Linked DNA regions of Oryctolagus cuniculus: region 2 is linked to region 1. Evidence: chromatin contacts called from public Micro-C data. All regions are on one chromosome and are shown on one strand. Each heading gives the region's core, a stretch centred on a gene start, on an enhancer-like site or on the middle of the called end of the contact. The rest is flanking DNA. Distances are from core to core; before and after follow the strand shown. Region 1 holds the start of COL3A1 (collagen type III alpha 1 chain). Region 2 overlaps GULP1 (GULP PTB domain containing engulfment adaptor 1).

Evidence for each region. Hi-C and Micro-C count contacts between places; a contact is called where the count stands out from the background.
Region 2: a contact with region 1 is called in a Micro-C map of ear pinna, with 7 times the contacts expected there. The contact joins the enhancer-like site here to the promoter of COL3A1 in region 1. A contact is called at or near these places in 5 of 6 Hi-C or Micro-C datasets (ear pinna, embryonic fibroblasts, psoas muscle and 2 more).

The regions. Positions count from the first base shown.
Region 1 is chr3:51,421,839-51,426,935 of mOryCun1.1, reverse strand. It overlaps COL3A1 (collagen type III alpha 1 chain), which reads left to right and starts at 3,132. Exons shown (of 51, transcript XM_002712333.5): 1 at 3,132-3,522. The coding sequence starts at 3,447. LOC138848960 (a long non-coding RNA gene) reads right to left here. Exons shown (of 2, transcript XR_011387204.1): 2 at 3,331-5,097.
Region 2 is chr3:51,872,455-51,877,101 of mOryCun1.1, reverse strand. The region is part of intron 6 of GULP1 (GULP PTB domain containing engulfment adaptor 1); the gene reads left to right. Among named protein-coding and RNA genes, the nearest start is that of GULP1, 260 kb to the left of the region's middle. Within about 2 kb of position 2,856, at least 2 of the 8 cell types and tissues checked have an H3K27ac peak or open chromatin away from gene starts, as enhancers often do. A contact at or near this core is called in ear pinna, where this site is marked.

The DNA.
Region 1 (5,097 bases), core at 1,883-4,382:
GGCTACGTCTGAAGAGCTATTGCAGCTGTGTTGGATACTGCTGGAAATTCCTCAGTATGACTCAGATGACAAATTATACTTGATAGAGAGTCTAGTGGGATTTGCAGACTGGAGCTTCAATCCTGAGTATGTTAAGGCATCTGAAGATCCAACAGGGAACTCCTAAACTCCTACAAGATGTTGCACCCAGAATCTGTGCCATTCTTGCAGCAAAATTTATAAAATTATCACACTGTTCAGGGATGAGTCATATTGGTACAAAGTTGAATTCTAATTTTCTATGAATTTCCAAATATAATTACAATATCAGTGATGATGGAAAATAAAACTGTCATTGGAACCTAAGTATGAACACTTCATTCCAGAAAACATGGTTTAATACTTCAGAAAGGTGCACAACTCAAATAGGGGCTGAGCAGTGCTTTCCCTTTTAATGATTAATGGTCTACTAAGTAAATAAGATTTTAGGTGACAGCTTTATGTCAACATAACAGGAAATTCTTAGATGTTTATCCATTTATGTGAAGAAAAATTGATACAACAAATGCAAATTACCTCACAAGTGCATTAAGGCAGTTCCAGGAATTTTCGTTGCTCAAATTTCCATCAATTTTTAAAAATATACATGTGTATATTTAGTAACTTATATGTGGATATATATATAGCTCCACATATATACACAGATAGAAACAGACCTTTAAAACTAAGTGAGAAGGGATTCTGTCCCATGTGTTTTTCATGATGGAGATAATTGACTTTCTTATTGCTAGTACAGAGAGCACAGCTAACAGCCCCTGGCCTCTCGAATTCATCACAGCTGTGCTCATGCAGCTCTTCCCAAGCTCCCACTGTCGAACGAGTGCACTGGAGAAGATCTGAAACCTTGGGTTGATAATCTACCACACCCTGCTTTGCCTCATCTTTCCAGCCACTCACTTGTCAAGGAAGAGCCAGATTAGTCAGTGTTTCAGTTGGTGCGGGTACTTAGATGTTTTTTTTTAAACCACAAATGCCATCCAGAAAGCAAAATGACATGTTTATACATACTGGTTCATATCAGTGAAATCAGGGAGGTAAAGAAACAAATGTTTGTCTTGATTCCCATGAGGATCTCAGCTCCTGGAGTGCATAAATAGGATTCACTAGCATATGTATTTCTTCCATTTGAGACAACAGCTCAGATCCACACCCAGCTAGTCACTGTAGTAAGAAACAGTTTGACACAAGGAGGGGGAGTAGGATCTGGAACACTAAACCCTAAGGATCCTGCTGCAGAACCCCAACATGTTTAAGGCAATGAAGAATGACAAATCAGAAAACCTGGAAAAGGAGATCTCCAGGTGCCTCCTGAAGACTTTATAATACAAGAATGTTTCCATATGCACAATTTAGCTAAGTTTTCTTAAATGAGAGAATCAATCATGATTGTTTCTCATGTGTGTAAGACTTTTATTTGAATGACTAGACAAATCAAGGTTTTTAGGACAAATTGCAATGGAAGTTTTGCATGTAAAGTCTGAAATAAAGCATTAAAATCTTTTTAAATGGCAATTTTCTAATTTTATTTTATTTTTGTTTAGAAAATAACAAAGAAATTCAATAAACTTCAATTTTATTGACTATCTAAAATAGGATCAATCCTTTTAATATAGAAAGATGGATTTTTATGTAAGTACCAAAGATACTATGAGAAAAATTCATCATGATTCTGAATTTATCTGAACACGCAATAGTTTTTTTTTAAGTAGAGGATGAAGATGATTGGAAGTCAGAGAATTACGTATAACAGTCTTCTGCCCTCCCAACATTACTGTGATGATCCAGTAGGAAAGCTTTTAGTCGTGACCATTCTCAACAGTTCCTTTTCCCCCCTCAAGCAGTGACTCTCCAATCTAAAATCAGAATATGCACAGGAGATTGATCTTGTTCTAGTCCTCTCGGCCACTATCAGATGATGCCATCTATATTGGAACGTCTTGGTTTATGATCCCTTCGAGTAGAGATACAAGGAGGCAAGTGTTCCGATCTCCACGCTTACAAAATTTATGTATACCTCAAATTGAGTAAAATGAATTAGGAGAAATAGAAAGATGAAAACAAACTTAAAGGATATGATTTTGCTGCGAAGGAAAGGTTTCAACTGGGTCATTGAGAAATGACTTCCATGAATTGGTGTGAAGTGGTGAGATTTTATGTGCACATGCATGGAGAAAGAAATGATCAAGTTAATATGGAAAAGTTAAATGCATGTGACCTTGACTAGAGCTTAAATGCCCCATGTATTTATTATTGTGGTGCAAGGAAATATCTTGATTACTAGAAATGCCTTGATGCCATGACCAAGTGTAGTCTCTGAAAAAGATTTATCAAAGACTTAGCAATGGTTTTGCTCCCTTTTCAAATGTCATCCAGAAATTACTTCTTAGGTCCAGAAATACATTGGAAAGCTATGCTGGTGAGGGTTTGGAAAGCATACATATGAAAATCTAAATTTAGAAATATTTATACTAATCTTTATAACCATGCATATAAATGAGAATTTCTTCTGGTATTCTTTTTCTGTTCCATGTGATAAACTCTTTCTTCCAGTTTCTTACAAAGTCGAGACACAAAAGACTGAATTTTTCCTCTAGAAAATGTTTTCTGGTTTTACCAAGCAGCATAAAAGTTAGAAGTTTCACAAGAAAGCACTTTGGCTTGCTAAAGAAATTTTTGAGGAATGGAAACAGCTATAGATAAGTATCTAACTTTTAGGATGCCATTCGAACAGAGATCAGACACTTAGTGTTTTGACTTTAGCATAAAATTTAACTTCCAGACCTCGGGGTTCATGGATGAGAGTAAGGGGGTTTTCTTTCGGTTAATCTCTCACTGTTCCTTATTTAAATTGAGTTAGGGTGCGTTCTGCAAAATCCCAGTATACAAATCCAGGAAAGTAAGGTTTGCAAAATTAGCCATATTCAAGAAATATGCATCAAACAATTTCTCAAAAGTGTGAAGCTGTTAATATGATACAGGGAGATAAAAAATGCATACATTTAATTCTCATGTAGTGAAACACAAACAGAATATTCTGTATGTGTTCTGAAGTTATGCAAACATGCATTAGACTAAAATAAATAAAAAACTCTCACACAGTACATGCACACAAACTCCAGATGTACTATTTTTCTTACTCTGTGGTTTGTGTCTTCTATAAGGGCAAAGAAATATTAATCATTTCTTTTACTGCTAAGGGGATGGGTGCCGCTCTCATATTTCAGAAAGGGGCTGGAAAGTGAGGGAAGCCAAACTTTTTCCTATTTAAGGCCAAAGCAAAGGAATCCCAGTGGCTGAGTTTTATGACAGGCCCGGTGCTGAAGGGCAGGGAACAACTGATGGTGCTACTTTGAACTGCTTTTCTTTTCTCCTTTTTGCACAAAGAGTCTCATGTCTGATATTTAGACATGATGAGCTTTGTGCAAAAGGTAACCTGGTTACTTCTTGCTCTGCTTCATCCCACTGTTATTTTGGCGCAACAAGGTAAGTAGCTACTGATTTCAGAAAATGTTATGGGGTTTTGTTTTTACTTCATACAAAGAGATACAAAGAGGGAAAGCAGCCTCCTAAAATAATTTCTTCTAACATTTCCAACTGCGAAACGTTCACCGTGATTGTGTGTTTTACCTTTGTTTAAAAAGAATAATGTCTTGTGTGTTTTTGAAAGTTTTGGGTTGTTTCAGATAAAGCTTTTCTTGTACTAACTATTTTCACATTAAAGGCATTGGAAACTCTTTAAAAGGCTTTGTAAGTCTCCCCTCCTGGACCGTTAACATCTTGGAATGTTTTCCTAGGCTGTCTGGAAGTTACTGGTCTTTTGTAATAATTTTATGTCCTCCTCTGCATGCTGCATTCTTTGTAAGGCTGGAATATTGGGCATTGTTTTCCCAAGAAGATAATAGTTAGAAATAGCATGCATTCAGAGCATTCTAATATTAGGCGCTATGCATTAGTAGAATCATTTCACCTTTTTCTGCGAAACAGCAGCAAGGTAAAGTCTACCAACTTTCTTTTAATGAGTTCAAACTGCTAAAACTGTTCCAACACCCTTGCTTTTTCTTGTTCTGTTTCAAGCACTTACAATGATTAATCCAGCTTTTTCTAGTAGTTTACTGTTAAGGGTTTACTGTGTTCTGCATGTTCCACGTTTCAACTGTGTCTGCATTACTGAAGAGATTACTTTTTTCAACAGGCATGTTTTGGCTTTTCTACAAGCAGGGAAAACATATCAGTAGTGTTTGACTTCAAAAAACTGATTTCATTTATGTTCTGATGAGTTCATAGAATGGATTTCATAGTTTAATTGCCCCAAAACCATTTGTCTCTTTATGTGAAAATGTTTCTTAATTCCTATGTTCTTCACAGTTAGGGAAACCAGGTAAACTGAAATACACACCTTCACAGTATAAATATTTAAGAGGTAAATTTAAAGCTAGCCAGAAGTTATTAGACAAGAATTTGTATTTTTACCTACTGCATTTCTGTAATTTTTGCAAACATGTTGTATTATGATAATGAGATTTTTGCTATTGTTGTTTATAATTTCAAATATCAGTGGTGCCAAAAAGGTAATCTATGTCAGTTGGTGAGGGGCAATGCCCAGTGATGTTTCTTTACTTATAATCAGCCCATGATCACAAAAGAGAAACACCCATATTCCTTGTCTGCTTGGTTTCCTCTCCCCCTTATCCCTCGCCTCTCTTCCCAGCCCCTCCTTTTCTCTCCACCCCTTCTGGCTCCTTTCAACCCCCCCCCCCCCATTTCCTCTCTTTACCCTCTCCTATCCCTAAGCAAGTCCATCTCTACTTACTCATGGCTCCTCCTCCACCACCCCCTCCCTCTCACGTGTCCTTCTTATGTCTCCATTTTCCTTCTCTCACCCCTGAGTCCTCGCCTTTCCTCTCCTTGAATTTGCAATCCTGTTTCCCTTCCTTTCCCTCTCCCCTTTCCTTTCTTTTAATGTCCATTGCAATTCTGGGTCCTTCCTTGGTAAGCTTAGTGATAAGCACCTCCCAACACCCCCAATAAAGTCTTCTTTGAGTTCTTAAATTCTTCTCA
Region 2 (4,647 bases), core at 1,607-4,106, 450 kb before region 1:
TTTACTTTTAATATTTTTTATTGTGTCAGGGGTCTGAGTCTACAATTAAAGTATACTAAGAATATTTACATTTATTTTTAAAATGTCAACTGTTTTCTTTATAGTTTTCTTGTTAGGTAACATCGGCCAGTAGATGGTGGTATTGCTCCATTAAAAATAAATTTACCATGTACACACATTCTTATTTTATTTTCCCGATTGTTTTTCTTAAATATATGTATTCTTACTGTTTTTTCATGTTTATTATTTGACTTTATTTCCCACAGAAGGTAACATTTTGTTTATATTTGTTTTTTTCTATTTTGTTATATTTTGTATATATTTTGTTCTATTTGTATATTTGCTTGTTAATGCATTAGCTAAGGACAGGTAAGAATTAAAAATGGAAAATAATATAAGATAATGGAAAACAAATAATTTCTCAGTGTTACACTTTTATATTTTCTAATGCCTTTTTACCTTTCAGAAAAATTAATTTAGATTTTTAAAATATTTTTGGTCATTTCATGGAAATTTATATTTATTTTGATTAAAGCAATGATTTGTTTAAGTTTAGTTTTTAATTTTAAATTCTATATTTGTCAAAACAACTTTTATATTTTTTAGTTATATTCAGCAATTCCTGCTTCTAGACCATGCTTTTGCCTGAGAATTAGGAACATAGCAAATTAAAAAGTAGTGATTTATAAACACCTTCAATTTCTGTGCATTCAATAGTATTTTTACTGTAATGAACTTAATTTTCCATGTTAATTTATTCACTTTTATTAATCCAACTAGTACAAATGCCAGACAGCTCAATGTATTTCTTTAAAAATCTTGTGATGGTTGCATATGAATAAGTATTGGTAAATAGACTTAAATTTACCCCTTTCCTTGGGAGATTACTAGGGAAAGTTCCTTTGAGAAAAATGTGGCCTTTGGGAATTATTGTAAGTGCTGTTAAGCCTCAGCCTAGCATTTCAAGCTCACTCTGTGTACCATAACACTCTTTTATCTTATAAACAGCTATTTAATTAACAAAATCTTTAGTTTAACATAACTTTATATAAGCATTAATGACTTCTCCACAGGATTGTTATGAATATTTTAGCAATTTAAGTATGAGCCACAAAGAAGAATAGTAACCCAGAACCATAAGCTAAAAGTAGTAAATTAGTTTTCTTTCCTGATAGTATCTGTTAGATTATTAGTATCAGTTAGATTTCACTTTATTAAATGTCTTCTGATGAATGGATGGAAATTTCGCAATAATGACTTTGAAACTCAGTAGTGCTCTCTTTGCATTTTCTTTTAAGAAAACGACTTAGCAGTGTCACATTTTAAGTACTTTGAGTACTACATCATCCTTCTCTCTCACTTTGTTGTGTCAAAGGCTTGGTTTGTTTATTTTATCTAAGGCATTTTCCACCATGTGCATGTTTCTCCTCCTTTGAATATTTTTCACGGGAGTATTATATTCACATTTTAATGGTAGTTCAGCTTTCTATTCAGAACTACCAATACATGAATCCACTGAAGCAAAAAAGTCAAAGAAATCTGAAAAGGGCCCTTCAAATATTAATAATAATTCAGGAGGGTAAAGAATATAAGATAAATTGATCATAATGTCTTCCAAATATAAGTCAGTGGTATTCAGGGACAAAACTAAAGTCTACAAGCAGGAAAATGTCTTGGAGAGTTATAGGTGGCCATGCAATCTATGGAATGCAGTAAGCTAGAATTTCAAGAAAAAATGGAGAGGCAGAGAAGAGAATATTAAGCCCTTTAAATATAGATTGAATGAATATAACTTTAGCCATTAGAATTCTGCAACAATGTTCAAGAGTCAAGTGGTATAACCAGTAGAAATCTTGATATAAATATAACAATATATATGGGATGTTGTTTTTTAGATACAGAATATTAGCTGTGTAAAATAAAAGGTTTATTTAGTGCATATCTGCAAAACTAGTTCCAGGCCTAGTTGCTACACACCCATTTTATGATTAAGATTAATAGCTTCTCTGGGACTCATTTCTTTCATCTGTGAAGTGGGAAAATTGGATGATCTCTGAAGGGTCTTTGAACAAGATTATCTTGTCCTGATATAAAGCGTATGATTCACCATCCCAAGATTAGATATTTTCTGCTTTAGTTTTTCTTCGCCTCCTTGTCCCACATCCCCTCCACCCCCTCTTCCCTCTCCTCCTTCCTCCCTTCCTTCTTATCCTTTGTTTTTTCTGCCTCTGGCCCCTACTTCCTTCCTTCTTTTGTTTCTTTCTTTCCTTCTCAACAGATAAATTATTAGTGATTTTTTTGGTAGATTTTTTGGAAACAAAAAGGTTGTGCAATCCTTGTAGAGGTCACAGGGATGCTTGTTTCCAGATGTGGGACCTCAGAAGCCACTGCTCATTGTCTGTTTCTGGAAAAGAGCAGCACCAGGGAAGCAAGCTTAGAAAGCTTTTGCAACCCACCGCAGGAGTTGCTCTCTGTTCACATACTTTCACATACAGTTAATTTGTTTAGTCAGCCTTCATATGTGAAAGACATCCAAATCATTTAATTTCACCAAATCAACAAGCAGATGATGAAGAAGAAACAAAATGAATCCACATTCTTTGGAAGAAAGGGGGGATACTTTTTAAAGGTCTGCACTGAAGGAAAACAAGTTTCTTAAAGACAAGAAAAAAAATCTCTGGCACAGCTAGCTGAATTACATGCAGAATGTAAGACTACAGGACACAAAACCGAAAAGAGAGAAACAGAAAAAAAACCTAGCAGCCTGCATTCAGGGCAGGACAGCGAGCTGAACACTTCTACCACCCAAAATGGAAGAAAACAAATGGTACTCCCCAGGATATAAAGGCAGACACTTCAAGGGCATTCACACATGCATTAATTATGTTACTCTCCACAGCATGCAAAGCCATGAAAGGAGAAAAAGACTTTTAACTGCTCTCGGCTGCAGGACTGAGCTATACCATGTGTACTCACATCTGCCCTAAATTAGAGTGAAATGCACAATGCAAATAAATATGGCACACAAGAGAAATGGAACCCTGCCCTGCTTTGCATGTCATCTATTTTGACTCAAGTTAGAATGACCTATATGCTGGAAAAGTGTTATAGTACAAAGTAACTTTCTGAATCCTTGAAAGATGAGTGAAAAATCCCATTTATTTCCCCTAATAGTTTTCTGTCCACTTTTTAAAAAGAAGGTGGAAGAGGAAAGAAAGAAGGGAAGTAGCGAGACAGTAGAGTTGCCAGATAAAACCAAGATTCTGTTACTTTGCATTTCAGGTAAATAATAGACAACTCTTTTTAATGTAAATATGTTCCAAGTATTTCATGGAACGACCTCATACCATGTAGTATACATATGTATGTATGTTGTCTGTTTATGGTGTATATTTCTATATATTCTAAAATAAGTTCTAAAAATCTTATTTATTTATTTGAAAGGCAGACTTAGATTAGTGAGAGAGAGAGAGAATCTTTCATCTGCTGCTTCACTTCCCAAATTGCTACAATGTCCAGGGCTGGGCCAGGCTGAAGCCAGGAGCCAGGAGCTTCAACCAGATCTCCCACATTGGTGCAGGAGCCCAAGTATTTGGACCATCTTCCACTGCTTTTTCAGGCACATTAACAGGGAGCCGGATCTGAATTGGAACAGCTGGGTCTTAAACCCATGCCTATATGGGATGCCAGTGTTGCAGATGGTGGATTAGCCCACTGCACTACAGTGCTGGCCCCACTAAAATAAGTTTTTAAAAACATATTCATTGCTTAATTTTCAAATTTAACTGGATTCTTTCAATTTCTCCACCACCAAATCCTGCAATGTCAAGAGAGAGGCTCTATCTCTCCTTAAATGCCTGAATACCTTGATTTTCTTTTTGATTTTGTTTTTTTTTTTTAACTTTTATTTAATGTATATAAATTTCCAAAGTACTGCTTATGGATTACAATGGCTTCCCCCCCATAACGTCCCTCCCACCCGCAACCCTCCCCTTTCCCACTCCCTCTCCCCTTCCATTCACATCAAGATTCAGTTTCAATTCTCTTTATATACAGAAGATCAGTTTAGCATACATTAAGTAAAGATTTCAACAGTTTGCTCCCACACAGAAACATAAAGTGAAAAATACTGTTTGAGTACTAGTTATAGCATTAAATCTCAATGTACAGCACACTAAGGACAAAGATCCTACATGAGGAGTAAGTGCACAGTGACTCCTGTTGTTGACTTAACAAATTGACACTCTTGTTTATGGCATCAGGAATCACCCTAGGCTCTTGTCATGAGCTGCCAAGGCTATGGAAGCCCCCTGAGTTCACTGACTCTGATCATATTTAGACAAGGCCATGGTCAAAGTGGAAGTTCTCTCCTCCCTTCAGAGAAAGGTACCTCCTTCTTTGATGACCCGTTCTTTCCACTGGGATCTCACTCGTGGAGATCTTTCATTTAGGTTTTTTTTTTTTTTTTTTTTTTTTTTTCCCAGAGTGTTTTGGCTTTCCATGCCTGAAATACTCTCATGGGCTTTTCAGCTGGATCCGCATGCCTTAAGGTTGATTCTGAGGCCAGAGTGCTGTATAGGACATCTGCCATTCTATGGGTCTGCTGTGTATCTCACTTCCCATGTTGGATTGTTCTCTCCCTTTTTA